3 separate regions of the Sus scrofa genome follow, and regions 2 and 3 are each linked to region 1. Evidence: chromatin contacts called from public HiChIP or PLAC-seq data. All regions are on one chromosome and are shown on one strand. Each heading gives the region's core, a stretch centred on a gene start, on an enhancer-like site or on the middle of the called end of the contact. The rest is flanking DNA. Distances are from core to core; before and after follow the strand shown.

Evidence for each region. HiChIP or PLAC-seq counts read pairs in DNA pulled down with a chosen protein or histone mark.
Region 2: an H3K27ac HiChIP or PLAC-seq map of alveolar macrophages shows a contact between it and region 1. The contact joins the promoter of CHD4 here to the promoter of C1RL in region 1. A contact is called at or near these places in 1 of 47 Hi-C or Micro-C datasets (mesenteric adipose tissue) and 1 of 2 datasets of contacts at active chromatin or transcription factors (alveolar macrophages).
Region 3: an H3K27ac HiChIP or PLAC-seq map of alveolar macrophages shows a contact between it and region 1. The contact joins the promoter of PTMS here to the promoter of C1RL in region 1. A contact is called at or near these places in 2 of 47 Hi-C or Micro-C datasets (heart right ventricle and liver) and 2 of 2 datasets of contacts at active chromatin or transcription factors (alveolar macrophages and skeletal muscle).

The regions. Positions count from the first base shown.
Region 1 is chr5:63,621,307-63,625,429 of Sscrofa11.1, forward strand. It overlaps C1RL (complement C1r subcomponent-like protein), which reads left to right and starts at 2,092. Exons shown (of 7, transcript XM_021092409.1): 1 at 2,092-2,505.
Region 2 is chr5:64,069,612-64,073,734 of Sscrofa11.1, forward strand. CHD4 (chromodomain-helicase-DNA-binding protein 4) reads left to right here and starts at 2,016. Exons shown (of 40, transcript XM_021092425.1): 1 at 2,016-2,253; 2 at 3,103-3,280. The coding sequence starts at 3,181.
Region 3 is chr5:63,940,303-63,944,425 of Sscrofa11.1, forward strand. It overlaps PTMS (parathymosin), which reads right to left and starts at 1,810. Exons shown (of 5, transcript XM_013987418.2): 1 at 973-1,810. The coding sequence starts at 1,017. It overlaps LOC110260751 (a long non-coding RNA gene), which reads left to right and starts at 1,792. Exons shown (of 2, transcript XR_002344121.1): 1 at 1,792-3,780; 2 at 3,883-4,123.

The DNA of each region.
Region 1 (4,123 bases), core at 842-3,341:
ACTCAGCCACAAAAAAGAATGAAATAATGCCATTTGCAGCAACATGAATTGAATGGACCTAGAGATGATCATACTCAGTGAAGTAAGTCAGACAGAGAAAGACAAATATCATGTGATATCACTTACAGGTGGAATCTAATAAAAATGATACAAAAGACTTATTTATAAAGCAGAAACAAACTCACAGATTTCAAAACCAATGTAATGTTTACCACAGGTCAAACCATTGTGGGAGTGAGGAATTGGGAGGTGAGAATAATATATACATACTCCATATAAAATAAATGATTAACGAGAATCTACTGGATAGCACAGGAAAATCTACTCAATAGTTTATAATAACCTATATGGAAAAAGAATGGATAAATTTATATGTATGACTGATTCACTTTGCTGTATACCTGAAACCAATTAAACACTGTAAGCCAACTATATGCCAACAAAAAAAATTTTTTCAAGAAATAAATCAGTAAAAGAAAGAAGAAAAGAAAAGTGTGCTAGAGGGTTAAGAACCCAACATAATGTCCTGAGGATGCCAGTACGATCCCCAGCCTCGCTTGGCGGGTAAGGATCCAGCATTGCCACAAGCTTCAACACATGTCATAGATGGCAGCTTGGACCTGGTGTTGCTGTGGCTGTGGTGTAGCCGGGCAGTGACAGCTCTGATTCACCCCCTTGCCTGGGAACTTCCATATGTCGTAGGTGTGGCTATAAAAAGATAAGAAGTAAGAATGAAAAGTGTGTTAGCTGCCCCTCAAACTTGCCCCCTCCCCAAGGCTCCAGAGCCCAGTTCCTCAACCCCTCATTCTCCCTACTCCCCACTCCCAGCCCAGGAGCCCCTGTGCCATCTGTAATCCTCTGGGGAAACTCTTCTGCTTCTCCTGCCCAGGCTACCTACGCCCTGCCAGTGGGAGACGAGGCCCCAGTACAGGGAGGTGGTGCTGAAACTGGGAGAGGGAGCATGGCTGTCCCAGCCCCGAGTGGGGTTGCAATGACCAGCTTCATACAGGGCCTGCGAGTCGTGCAGTCTCTCTGCCCCGACCCCAACACTCACGGCAGGTGCACTATCCCGGTGGGACCATGACAGGCCCTTCCAGTCAAGGTGTTAGATTCACCTTGGGGACCCCATCCTGGCCCTGGACTGCTCCAGATTGCAGCTACAGGTGTGGTCACTGCCTCTTCACCCTCTTGGCTCCCTGCCCTCTCTCCTACCCAGCCTCCACTCAGCCCTGTAACCAACCCCTGTTCATTTAGAGTGACCAACTGTCCTGGTTCACCCAAACTTTCCCAGTTTTAAAACTGAAAGCCCAGAGTTCCCATCATGGCTCAGTGGAAACGAATCTGACTAGCATCCACGAGGACTCAGGTTCAATCCCTGGCCTTGCTCAGTGTGTTAAGGATCCGGCATTGCCATGAGAGTGGTGTAGGTCACAGAGGTGGCTCAGATCTGGCGTCGCTGTGGCTCTAGCGTAGGCCGGTGGCGCCAGCTCCAATTGGACCCCTAGACTGGGAACTTCCATATGCCAAGGGTTTGGCCCTAAAAAGACAAAAAAAAAAAAAAAGATAAAGAGTATTCTGGGGAGTTCCCGTCGTGGCGCAGTGGTTAACGAATCCGACTAGGAACCATGAGGCTGCGGGTTCGGTCCCTGCCCTTGCTCAGTGGGTTAAGGATCCGGCGTTGCCGTGAGCTGTGGTGTAGGTTGCAGATGCGGCTCGGATCCCGCGTTGCTGTGGCTCTGGCGTAGGCCGGTGGCTACAGCTCAGATTCGACCCCCTAGCCTGGGAACATCCATATGCCACGGGAGCGGCCCAAGAAATAGCTAAAAAGACAAAAAAAAAAAAAAAAAAAAAAAAAAAAAAAAAAAAAAGTATTCTGGAAGACTGGGTAAATTAGTTCACCAAAGCTAGCAAGACAGGGAGAAGGTACGCCCTGGTGGGGGAGTCCCTAACAATCTCATTAGACACCCATGGAGATGGCACAGTGATGGCACAGTGATTGCCTCTAGCAATTTCTTCAAATAAAGTAAATTAGGGTGGGTAAAAATAAATTAATTAGTCACCAGTACTGTTAGGGCTGATAGTGGTTGGATGGGTGTATGATGGAGAGGCTATAGTCACAGAGGCAAAGAACACAACACAGGACCCCTGAGCCTTATTATGATCCAGTGGCTGGTTCATCACGCCTCCTCCAGGGGCTGATCCCCCAAGCCGTGCCATAGCTCCTTTGGTTCACTGGCAGTTCCTGACTTTTACCAGCAGGTGGCAGTAGAACACTTCTGCCTCTGGGGCTCCATCTGCCGCCTCCTGCTGCTGCAATTTGCACCCAGTGGCCCAACCCGGCCTTGGAAGGGCCATCAGACTTCCCTCCCGGGGGCCAAGCCGCCCACAGTCAGCTTACCTGCTCTGACACCCAGGGAGAAGACAGGACCCCGGACCCTGCATCTCCAGATTTCCAACTCTAGGCAAGGTGGAGCCGCCCGGACCAGGAATTGCGGAGGGGTCCACGTAGGTGAATTCCACTCTCCTTCACAGAGTCTTTCTCCACCACCTCATTTCCATGAGTTCGGGTCCTGTCGCTTGGTCATGGCCATCGCTCTTGTCCCCAGAACACCAGGCCTGGAAAGGAAGGGCCGTGACAGAGACAACCACAGGCTGGGGGAAGACGGGGACCATAAGGAAATGGAAACAGAGGGGTTTCCTAGTGGGGCTGCGGGGTAAGGATCCAGCATTGTTGCTGCAGTGGCTCGGATTGCCGCCATGGCGTGGGTTCAATCCCTGACCTGGGAACAGGTGCAGCCAAAAAGAAAGAAAAGAGAAAGAAATGGAAATCGAGTCTTTGAAACAGAAAAGCTAAAAAAAAAAAAAAAAAAAAAAAATTGGCAGCTGGCATGACCCCCACAGCTCATCCTTCAAGTTAAGTCTGGGTGTCTGTGGGTGAGAGGGCTTCCAGGTCTCAGATGTACCAAGCCTCAGTTGGGGTAAAACCTATCTCCAGTATTTCAGCTACCCCTGAGCCAGACAGCAAATGGAGATTTGCTTTTTAAATCCATGCTGACAACCACTATACTTCCAGGAACTTTCTGTTCCTCCTGCTTGAGGAGACTTCCCCAGCCACAGTCCCGTTGCCTTGCTGGGGCCAAGCCTGTGCACTCGCCCTGCAGTGAAGGAAAGTGTCTCCCGACTGAAGATGAAAAACATAATATGTTTTGTATCCATTTAACTGTCTCATTTCTTTTGTACATGTTAAGCTTCTTAGACCAGCCTTTTTCTTCCCCCTCTAAATACTCGGTAATAAAAGGCCGGTGCTTGGTTTGAAAAAGCAAGCCCCACAAATGCTCTTGAAATAAATCTCCAGAAGATGACAGGGTAATCCTTCTTATCCTGGAGCTGCAGAAAATCAGCCATGATTCTGCTTCACAGAGTCAATTCTGATAAAGGGGTGACTCAAGAACATTCAATCTCATGGGTGTGAAAATAGATAATCCTGTTCTATGTTATACTTCTATCATCTTTGGAAGTGTAACTTGCACAAAGGAATCTTAAGACCGTCAGACCTCAGAGATGATTGCTATTTGATCAGCGCAATGTCATCCATCAACCGTAAAAGGCTGCAACTCTGGTTGGCCATTGATAAATTTATTACTTTGAAAACTATATATGTGTATATATATATATATATATATATATATATATTACCTTTTTGCCATTTTCTTGGCATATGGAGGTTTCCAGGCTAGGGGTCCAATCGGAGCTGTGGCCGCTGGCCTACACCACAGCCACAGCAACGCCAGATCCGAGCCATGTCTGCGACCTACACCACAGCTCACGGCAACACCGGATCCTTAACCCACTAAGCAAGGCCAGGGATCGAACCCACAACCTCATGGTTCCTAGTCGGATTCATTAGCCACTGAGCCACGACAGGAACTCCTAAAAACAATATTTAAATTAACTTCTTCAATTTCCAAAAAGCATAGGTACTTGGGAGACGATACAGAAGTATACCTTTGGGACTCTCTTCTCCCTCTTCCAAACATAAAGGTAAAATCCCATTGCTCTGTTCGATATTTTTTTTCCAACGAGTTTTCAAAGCTTAAGAGCCTGCAAGTATTTGAATTAACAG
Region 2 (4,123 bases), core at 766-3,265, 450 kb after region 1:
GAGTATGTGGAAGTTCCTGGGCCAGGGATTGAATATGAGCTGCAGCATCAACCTACTCGGGCTCCTTTAACCCACTGAATTGGGTAGGGAATGGAACCCAGGCCTCCACAGCAACCTGCACCTCTGCAGTTGGATTCTTAGCCCACTGTGCCACAGTTGGAACTCCAGATAGGAGATTATTTTGACTGTCCATCTATATGGTAAATCCTTTTGAAATAATTTCCCAGCCTCTAGGAGGACCACCAGGAACCTCTACTGGGATCTGATTTCTCCTGAGACCAGTTGGGATTTGTTTTATTCTCTGTAACAGGAAATTGGGAAGTGGAACTCAGTTTTCCATTGACAGCAGTCATTCTGTCTCCTCTTGTAGTTGGTTGTTTATGCTCCTTGAAGGGAAGGGGCACCTGTGGTCCTGCACTCTCCATGGTGCCTGGCTCTGTGCTTTGCTAGGTACTCTGTCAACATCTGTTGAGTGAACATGAGTAGCAGTGTTTAGGGAAACAGGAGGTCTTAGCTCTTCAGGTGTATATAGCATGATCCTCTGTTCACACTGTAGTGGGATGTCCATCCATAGGCGTGGCCTAGGATGAGAATGGACCACTTGACCTGAGGAGGTGGTGTGGGAAGGGGACTGCTGGAATGTTGAGAAATAGTCTTTAGGTGGGCATTTGTAATTATTATGGGATGCTCTGAGGTGAACTGAACTTTATGTGAATGGCTCATCTGACCAGCTTGGTATTTGGTGGGTCTTACTCAAAATTTAACTGGAGGTAAGTGTTGCTAAGTGTCTGGAGAACATCTGGATTTTGGTGGGATTGGGTGGGGCTCAGTCCAGTTCCTGCATGTCTGAAAATGATGGATGAGGAAAGCTAGAGTCTGTCCTAGACATCAAGAGACTTTGTGCCAGGATACTGCTTTGGGCCATTAAGGGCTGAAGGTGTGTACAAGTTGGGGCGGGGACAGGGCAATGTGGATAGCCTGCTTCACCCTTGCTGGTGTGGGAGTTAGGGTTTTAGACTGACAGCCTCTGGAGATGGGGGAGGGATGAGTATAAATATTATGGGATGCCTGACTGGAAAGGTATAGGGGTGGTAGAGATGAGCATTATGGGACCTGACTCTGGGTTGTGTTGGGAGTATTATTGTATGTTTGCTTGACCACAGGTTCTTTGTCATTATTATGGGATGTCAGGGTGTGGGTGGGGGAGTAAAATTATGGGATATCTTTCCAGTGCTAGAGGAAAGGAGTTTGGATGTCCATCTGTGAGGTGACTGTAGGGCTGTTGATCATTATGGATATCTCTGATAGAGGAGGAGTGGTTATTATGGGCTGTGGAGTGGGAATGAACGTCTGAAGCCTTGGGGTCGAGTTTTGAGGTTCTAGCCCACAGGGGCTGAGGGCAGCTCCCCAGGGGGTTGGTTATTATGGGATGTCAGTACAGAAAGTGGGAGACTGATTACTACGGGATGTGTGTGGGAAGTGGGAAGAGGCCGAAGTGTCCGTTGTTGGGGGGGGGTGAGTTTCTGACTATTATGGGATATCAAACTGGGGGTGGATGAAGAGTGGTTATTATGGGATGTCTGTGGGGGATGGGGATGAGTATTATGGGATGTGAGCATGAAGAGCGGGTAGGGGTGCTTATTATGGGATGGCCATGGGGAGGGAGAGGTGACGAATTATTATGGGATGTTAGCATTAGGGCCAAGAGTGAAGAAGTTGGCAAAGGATGGCTATTATGGGATGTCTAGGGGAGGGGTAAAGTGTTAGTTGCAAAAGGTCTGCAATATCATGAGATGTCAACATCCCTGGCATATATGTATATGTGTATGGAGTGCGTGCGCGTGGGGGGGTGATGGTTGTGGTGGTGGTGGTGGTACGGTGGTGGTGGTGGTGGTGGTGTCCGTGTGTATTATGGGATGGCCAGGAGGTGGGTGGTTGCCCGGGTGACACGCGCGCGCGCGCTCGAAGGGGGCGTGGCCAGTGGTTGCTGAGCGACGAGGGGGCGGGGGTTGCCCGGGAGACCTAGGGAGGAGGGTGGCGGTAGTGGAGGGGGGGTTGGAGTTGGTTGAGGTTATTATGGGCTGTCCGTGGGGGGGCGGGGCCTGTGCGGTGGGATTTCCCGGCCGGTGTTTCGGGCCCTTTAAGAGGCGACGCTGGAGCCGGAGCCATTTTCCCCCCTTCGGCCGCGGCGAGGAGGAGCCGGAGCGGGAGTGACACCCGGCCGGACCCTGCGCGACCTGCGGCGGCTCCGGGGTGAGGAGAGCGCGGGGTTCCCAGACAGAAGCCCCTCTCATCCCGACCGGCCCCGAGGGTCATCCCTCCACCCAGCCTCTCTTCGGGCGTCCCCGGACCCGCAGACCGCCCCCTGCCCGGGAAGCCGACCCTGCCTCTCCTTCCCCTGCAGGGCGCCCAGCCCCCGCCCTCGCCCTGCCCGACTCTAGCTCTCCGCGACTCCCACCTCGGGCTTTGCCTCCCACAATGCCCGGCGCCCCCCTCGCCCTTTGCTCACTTGCCCCCCGGGACACGTGGCCCGGCCCCCCGCCTGGTGGGAGCCCCGGCCCCCCACGCCCCTGCCTCCAGCCCCCCGGAGCGCCGAGCCTCCACGCCCCCTCGTCCCCGCGGCTTCTCCGGAGAACCCGAGTTGTCCCAGAGGACAGCCTTTGGAGAGCTGCCCTGTCTGGGGACTGGCCCCTCCCCAGGCGCAGGGAGTCGCCCCCCCACCCCCAAGTGACCTTGTGTCCCCAAGCGCCTCGCCGCCGGCCGCCTCCCCCGATCCTCCCCCCACCCCCCCCGCGCCGCGGCCACTCGGACCCCCTCCCCCGACACGCCCGGCTCAGTTCAGCGGCTTCTCCCCTCCCTACGCCGGCACCGGCTTGCCCTCGGGGGCGCCGCTTCCTCCGGTCTGGGGGGCTCCAGCCCGGGAGCCGGCTTCCGGGCTGCCCCTGGGAGTGTGGAACTAAGTTCAGCCTGAGTGGTTCGGGTGCCCTGCTCGGGTGGCTGAGGGGTGGGGGGGCCGGGGGTGGGCGGAAAGCGCGGCGGGGTGGGGGAGGGGGCCGTGCGCGTCACTGACTGTTCTCTTTCTCTCCCCCCTCCCCCGCACAGTGACTCGGGCCAGTGTCGAGGGCCCCAGGCCGCAGGCAGGAGCAGCTGGGCCAATTCCCTGGCCGGGAGCGGAAGGGGATGGCGTCGGGCCTGGGCTCCCCGTCCCCCTGCTCAGCGGGCAGTGAGGAGGAGGATATGGATGCACTTTTGAACAACAGCCTGCCCCCACCCCACCCAGGTAACATCTTCCCCAAGGGCCCCGGGCAGGAAGGAGCCATCTGGGCCCTCCCTAGTGGCTCCGTGAGGCAGGGTTGAGTTTCTGGGCTTGCTCTGTGCAGTGAGAGGTGGAGGGCATCCGAAGGGAGTGGTTCTCTTCTGCGGAGCTCTTGTGCGAGGGGGTTGGAAGCCATGTGCCTCCCGGGCTGCGCGGACCGAGATGCAAGCTTGCTGCACTGCCTTCGGGAATTGCTCTGCAGTTCCCGGTTGAGGGAGCTCTCTGGGCTGGCAGGCTTTGTGGGTCCTTGGAGGAATGCAGGTGGCTGGGACCCCTGGAGGCTGTGCAGTGGGGAAGGGGCTGGGTTGAGGATCGCTTTTGGAGGAGACCAGCCGGGCATCTCTGCCGGTAGGATCCTGTGATTGCTGCTGTGGAAAAGAAAGAGGGAGTGCTGGTTACTCTCTGATTATTTTTAGCTTCTGATCAGTTACCGGCTTTCTGTGCTGTTTCAACTGTGTGAAGTTTGAATTGCGCTCCGAAGCTGGAATCTAGAGTGCTCTTAGCCAGGCAGATTGCTGGAATGTTTTGAGTGGGGCTAGGAGTGGGATGTAGTAGCCTGCAGGGTATACTCCAAGGGACAGAAAGAAGAGAGATGACACTCTGGGCACCTCTCTTCCTCGGGCAAGTGGACTTAATCCTGGCTTTTTTCTCTAGACGGTTCTGCCCTGTGCAGGTAGCCTGGGGTTTGGACTGGTGGTGTGAGGTGTTTGTGTAGGTGTGTTGGGGGTTGTGTTGTCTGTGTTTTGGGGTGGGTCCTTGCACTGGCCAAACCCGAATGGTTATGCATCCTGCCTGGTTGGAATGGCT
Region 3 (4,123 bases), core at 560-3,059, 320 kb after region 1:
ACCTTAGCGCTCACGCGGAACCCCTCTCTCTCACTGCCTTAAACCCCACTGGTTCCCCTTTTCACTTCACGGCCTCCAGGAGACCTCTGTGGCCTCCCCAGCAACCGCCCCCACCCAAGGTCGGGCTCCCCGCCCCCAAACCCTGGCCGAATTAATTTCCCCAAGCAACACTCAGCAGGTTCCCTAGGGAAATTAGAGGAAGGCTGGAAGAAAGGCAAGGGCGAAGGGATGGGGCCAGGGAAGGAAGCTGATGAGAGCAAAGGCGGCGCGATGCAATGCCATGCAATGCTGAGCCTCAGCTTTTTCGAAGGCTATTCCCGGCCCCCTTTTGGTTTTTAGGAATTCGAGCTTCTCTAAGTGTGGGAGGGAGACGCGGAGGGCTATGGAGAGAAAAGAAAGCTGAAGGCCAGAGGAGGAAGGAACGGATGTAGATGGAAGGAGAAAACAGAGGCAGTAGCTCTCGGAGATAAGCAAGAGCCGGTCGGGCCTCGAGGGGAGGGGCCCGCGAGGAGCAGCCTCCCGGGAGAGTCCTGTTTACACTGGACGCAGGCTCTCAAACCGCTTAGCAGAGGAAAGGTGAGGTCAGACTGGAAAGGGAGACGGGGACCGGGCGCCGGAGAGGGGCGCGGGGGAGGGGGCATGGCAGATGAGACGCGCAGAGCTCCGACGGACACCGGCTGGGGTGGCGGCGAGCGAGCTAGGGCCGGAGAGGGGTGGGGACGGCACCCGGCCGGAGCGGCCAGGCCGGGAGCCGGGTGCGCGGCGCTCGGGAAGCTAGAGGGCGCTGGCGCTAGGCGCGCGGCGCGGGGTAGGCAGCGCCGGGCTGGGGCGCGGGGGGGAGGGCGCAGCGGGGTCCGCCGGGACCCCGAGCCGGGGCAGTAGTGTGGGGCCGTCTGGGGCGGCCCGGGGCGCACGACCGCGCGGAGCCCCGGGGGCGCGCGGGGGCCAGGCTAACGCCGGCCCCGCCCGTACCTTGGCGCTCAACTCGGCCGCTGCCTCCACGCTCTTCTCCGACATGGTGCCGGGGCCGGGGCCGGGGCTGGCGGGGAGCCGGGGTCCCGGGGCCGAGATGGAGAGGCCCTGGACGGCGGAAGGTGGCCGCGGCCGGAACCTGGCGCGGTGGCGGCGGCGGCGGAGACAGCGGCAGCGGCGGCCGCTGGGCAAGCTGGGGCTCTGGAAGAGGCGGCAGAGGCGCGCGGGGTGGGGCGGGGGTGGGTCTGGAGCGGAGACCCGCAGGGCTGCGGCCGTCCAGAGGGCGGGCGGAAGGGCGGTGCGGGCGGTGGCCGGCGCGCTCCGGCCGCGATCGCTAGGTCCTCGGCTCGCCGCCCCCGCACCCGCAGAGCTGCCGCCGACCAGCCGCTGCCGCCCCCGGGCAGGGAACCCGCTTATAAAGCGGCGCTGCCCGACGGGAGGGGCTTCCCAGGGGTGGGGCAGGCGGGAGCGGGGAGGAGAGGAGAGGGGAGGGGGATGAAAGCGGAGGTTGGAGAGGTGGGGATAGGAGGATGAGAGCAAGGGGAGGGAGTGCGCGAGAGGCGGGAGGGAGGACTAGACCAGGAGGGGGAAATGGAGAGACTGACGGTCGCGGAGAAAGGAGTGGGGCGAGGAGGTGGGGAGGGGTGGGGTTCCTGCGGGGAGGGACCTCTCCTAATCCCGACCTACTGCCTGCGAACGTGGAGCCCGACCCCCAAAAGCCCTGAGATTTTGCCGAGGGATGGGGTGGGGGGAAGCGGATGGAAAGGCCGGGCAGGTATTTGAGAAACCAAAAGCCTAAAGAGGAGGAAGAGGGCGGGAGCCACTTCCACTTCTCCCTGGATTTCCCCTCTCCTGCCTCTCGGTTCGCTGGGTGGCCTTGAGAGGGATTAGAGAGCAGAAAGGGCAGCCCACCCTCCGTCCTGCCCGAGGCTGACATTTGTGTCCCCTGCTGGGTTCCTCCCTTCGCGGCTCTTGCTTGTGATCTGAGGAGGGGCCGAGGCTCTCCAGCCTCCTTTCCACCTTCGACCTTTCTTATTTGCCCGGCTCACCTCACTTTTCTTTGCCTGGTCCTTCTATTTCTCTTCATTCCTCTTTATCCATTTCTATCTCCCATCTCTCTTCTTGTCACCTCTTCTCCACTTCTCACTTGCCCTCTCTGCATGCCACCTCTGATGTCTTCCCTCTCTTTCCAGACAACATAGTTCCTGGCTCACCTGAGTCTGTCACCTGGCCCTATATCCTTAGCTGATTTTCCTCAACCCTTCTTCACTCCTCTCCTTATTTCCCACATTTTCCCTTTCTTGATGTTTCTCCTTCCTCTGCTGCCTTCTTCCCAGCCTTTCTGGAGTGTATCTGTCTCCTTTGCTGGGGGTTCCAGGCCACTCTAACCCACACACCCTCGGCTCCTCACCCACAGTCTCAGTATCTTTGGGTCATTTTGAGAAGCTTGCTGTTTCAGGAGGGAACCGGAGCTAGGGTGTGTGACACAGGTCTGGAAGGTGGATGGGGCGGAAGGCTAGGGTTTGGAAAAAGATATCTTTGGTGCGTGTGCGCTCCTATATTTGTTTATCATCAGTCTTCATCTTTGTATCATTTTCATCTTAATAAAAAAGACATAACTGATGGATCATCACCATTTCGTCTCGGGGTGCCCCTACTGTCTTTTGGTCCCTTGGTGTACACACTTCCCAATTTCTCCTCTGACTCCTCTCTCAGTTTCTCAGTCTCCATCTCCTCAAAAATCTTGGCGCCCCACCCAGGCTTTTCCTTGGCCAACTATGTCCATCTTTCTCGGAGACCTTTCCATCTCTCTGTCTCTCGGACGTACTCCCTGATGTTTTTAGTGATCTCTGACCCTCTCCATCTCTGTACTCTTTTGCTTCATTTATGTCCCTCTCCCTCCTCCTTTAACCTTCCCCCCCCCCCAGTCTCCCCGTCTGGCTCCCTCCCTGTCAGTCTCTTTCCTCTCCCTCCCACCCTCCTTTCCTCAGTGCCCCCCCCTTCTCCACCTCCCAGCCCCGCCTGCTGTCTCAGGACACCCTGCTGGGCTCTTACCCTGTTGCCCTGGTAACCGCCCCCCACTCCGGTCACCTCCACTCCCCTCCCCCCCTCCAATCACCGCCACCAACAACCTCCATCCACCTTCCTCCTATTTTTCCTGAGAGCCAATAGAAACCCTGTTGCCAGGTGGAATGCTCATTTGAATCAGCCAATCCAGGAGCCTAACTGCTTGCCCTGCCTTATATGGGGATTTGAGGAGGGCCACTCCCCCCACTCCAGCCCCACAGGGGACCAGCCCCTCTACTGTCCTTTCTCCCCGCCCTGGAGAGAGCCTGGGACCCTCCGTCTCACCCTTCTATAAGGGTCTGGCCTCCCATTTCTCTAACTGGGACCACCGGGGTTAGTGTGGGATGTGGGCTGGACTGTGGGCAGGGCCTCAGGGCCGGGGGTGGGAATGAGGTGTGATTAGGGAAGGGGAGGCGGAGGGAGCCGGGAATTTTGCCCAGGGAGGGGTGTCTGGGAGCGGAGGCAGCTGCAGTGGAAAATTCCAGGGAGATGGAGCGGCAGAGAATGGGAATCCTGCCCCAAGGCCCAAGGGAGAGCCTTGAGAATCTAAGAGTGTGGACACTAGGGTCCAGAGGGACCAAAGGAAAAAGATGTAGGAAGCTGGAGGCCTGGATCTCATTCCCTTCCTGCACGGGAGAAGCACCCCTTAGCCTCCACTGTCTGGTTGGACCACAGACCAGTCTCCTGAAGTCTTGGCTTCAAGAGAAGAAAGCCAGACAGGACACTTAGGATGAATTTGAAGTGAGTGGGATGCTGGAAACCCAAACCTACCCCTAGCCCTTGGGATTGGTCTCTGGGGCCAAGAGTGTTGAATGATGCCAGCCTGTGTTTGCTCCTTTCCAGAGATTTCTGAGGCCTTGTGGAGGCTTGCCTGTTCCTAGAGCTCTATTACTCCACGATTCAACTGAGAATTTTCCACTGGTCACATGGGGAAACCTGTGCTTCTTACACATTTTCTGGAGGTGGGAAAAGGGAGGCCAAGTGAGAAGAGGGGAGGACTGAGCCCCCTGGAAACTATTACTTCTGACATCCTAGCAGTTCTACTTCCATCTCATTCTTAACTGAATTCTTCCCCCCTCCAGTT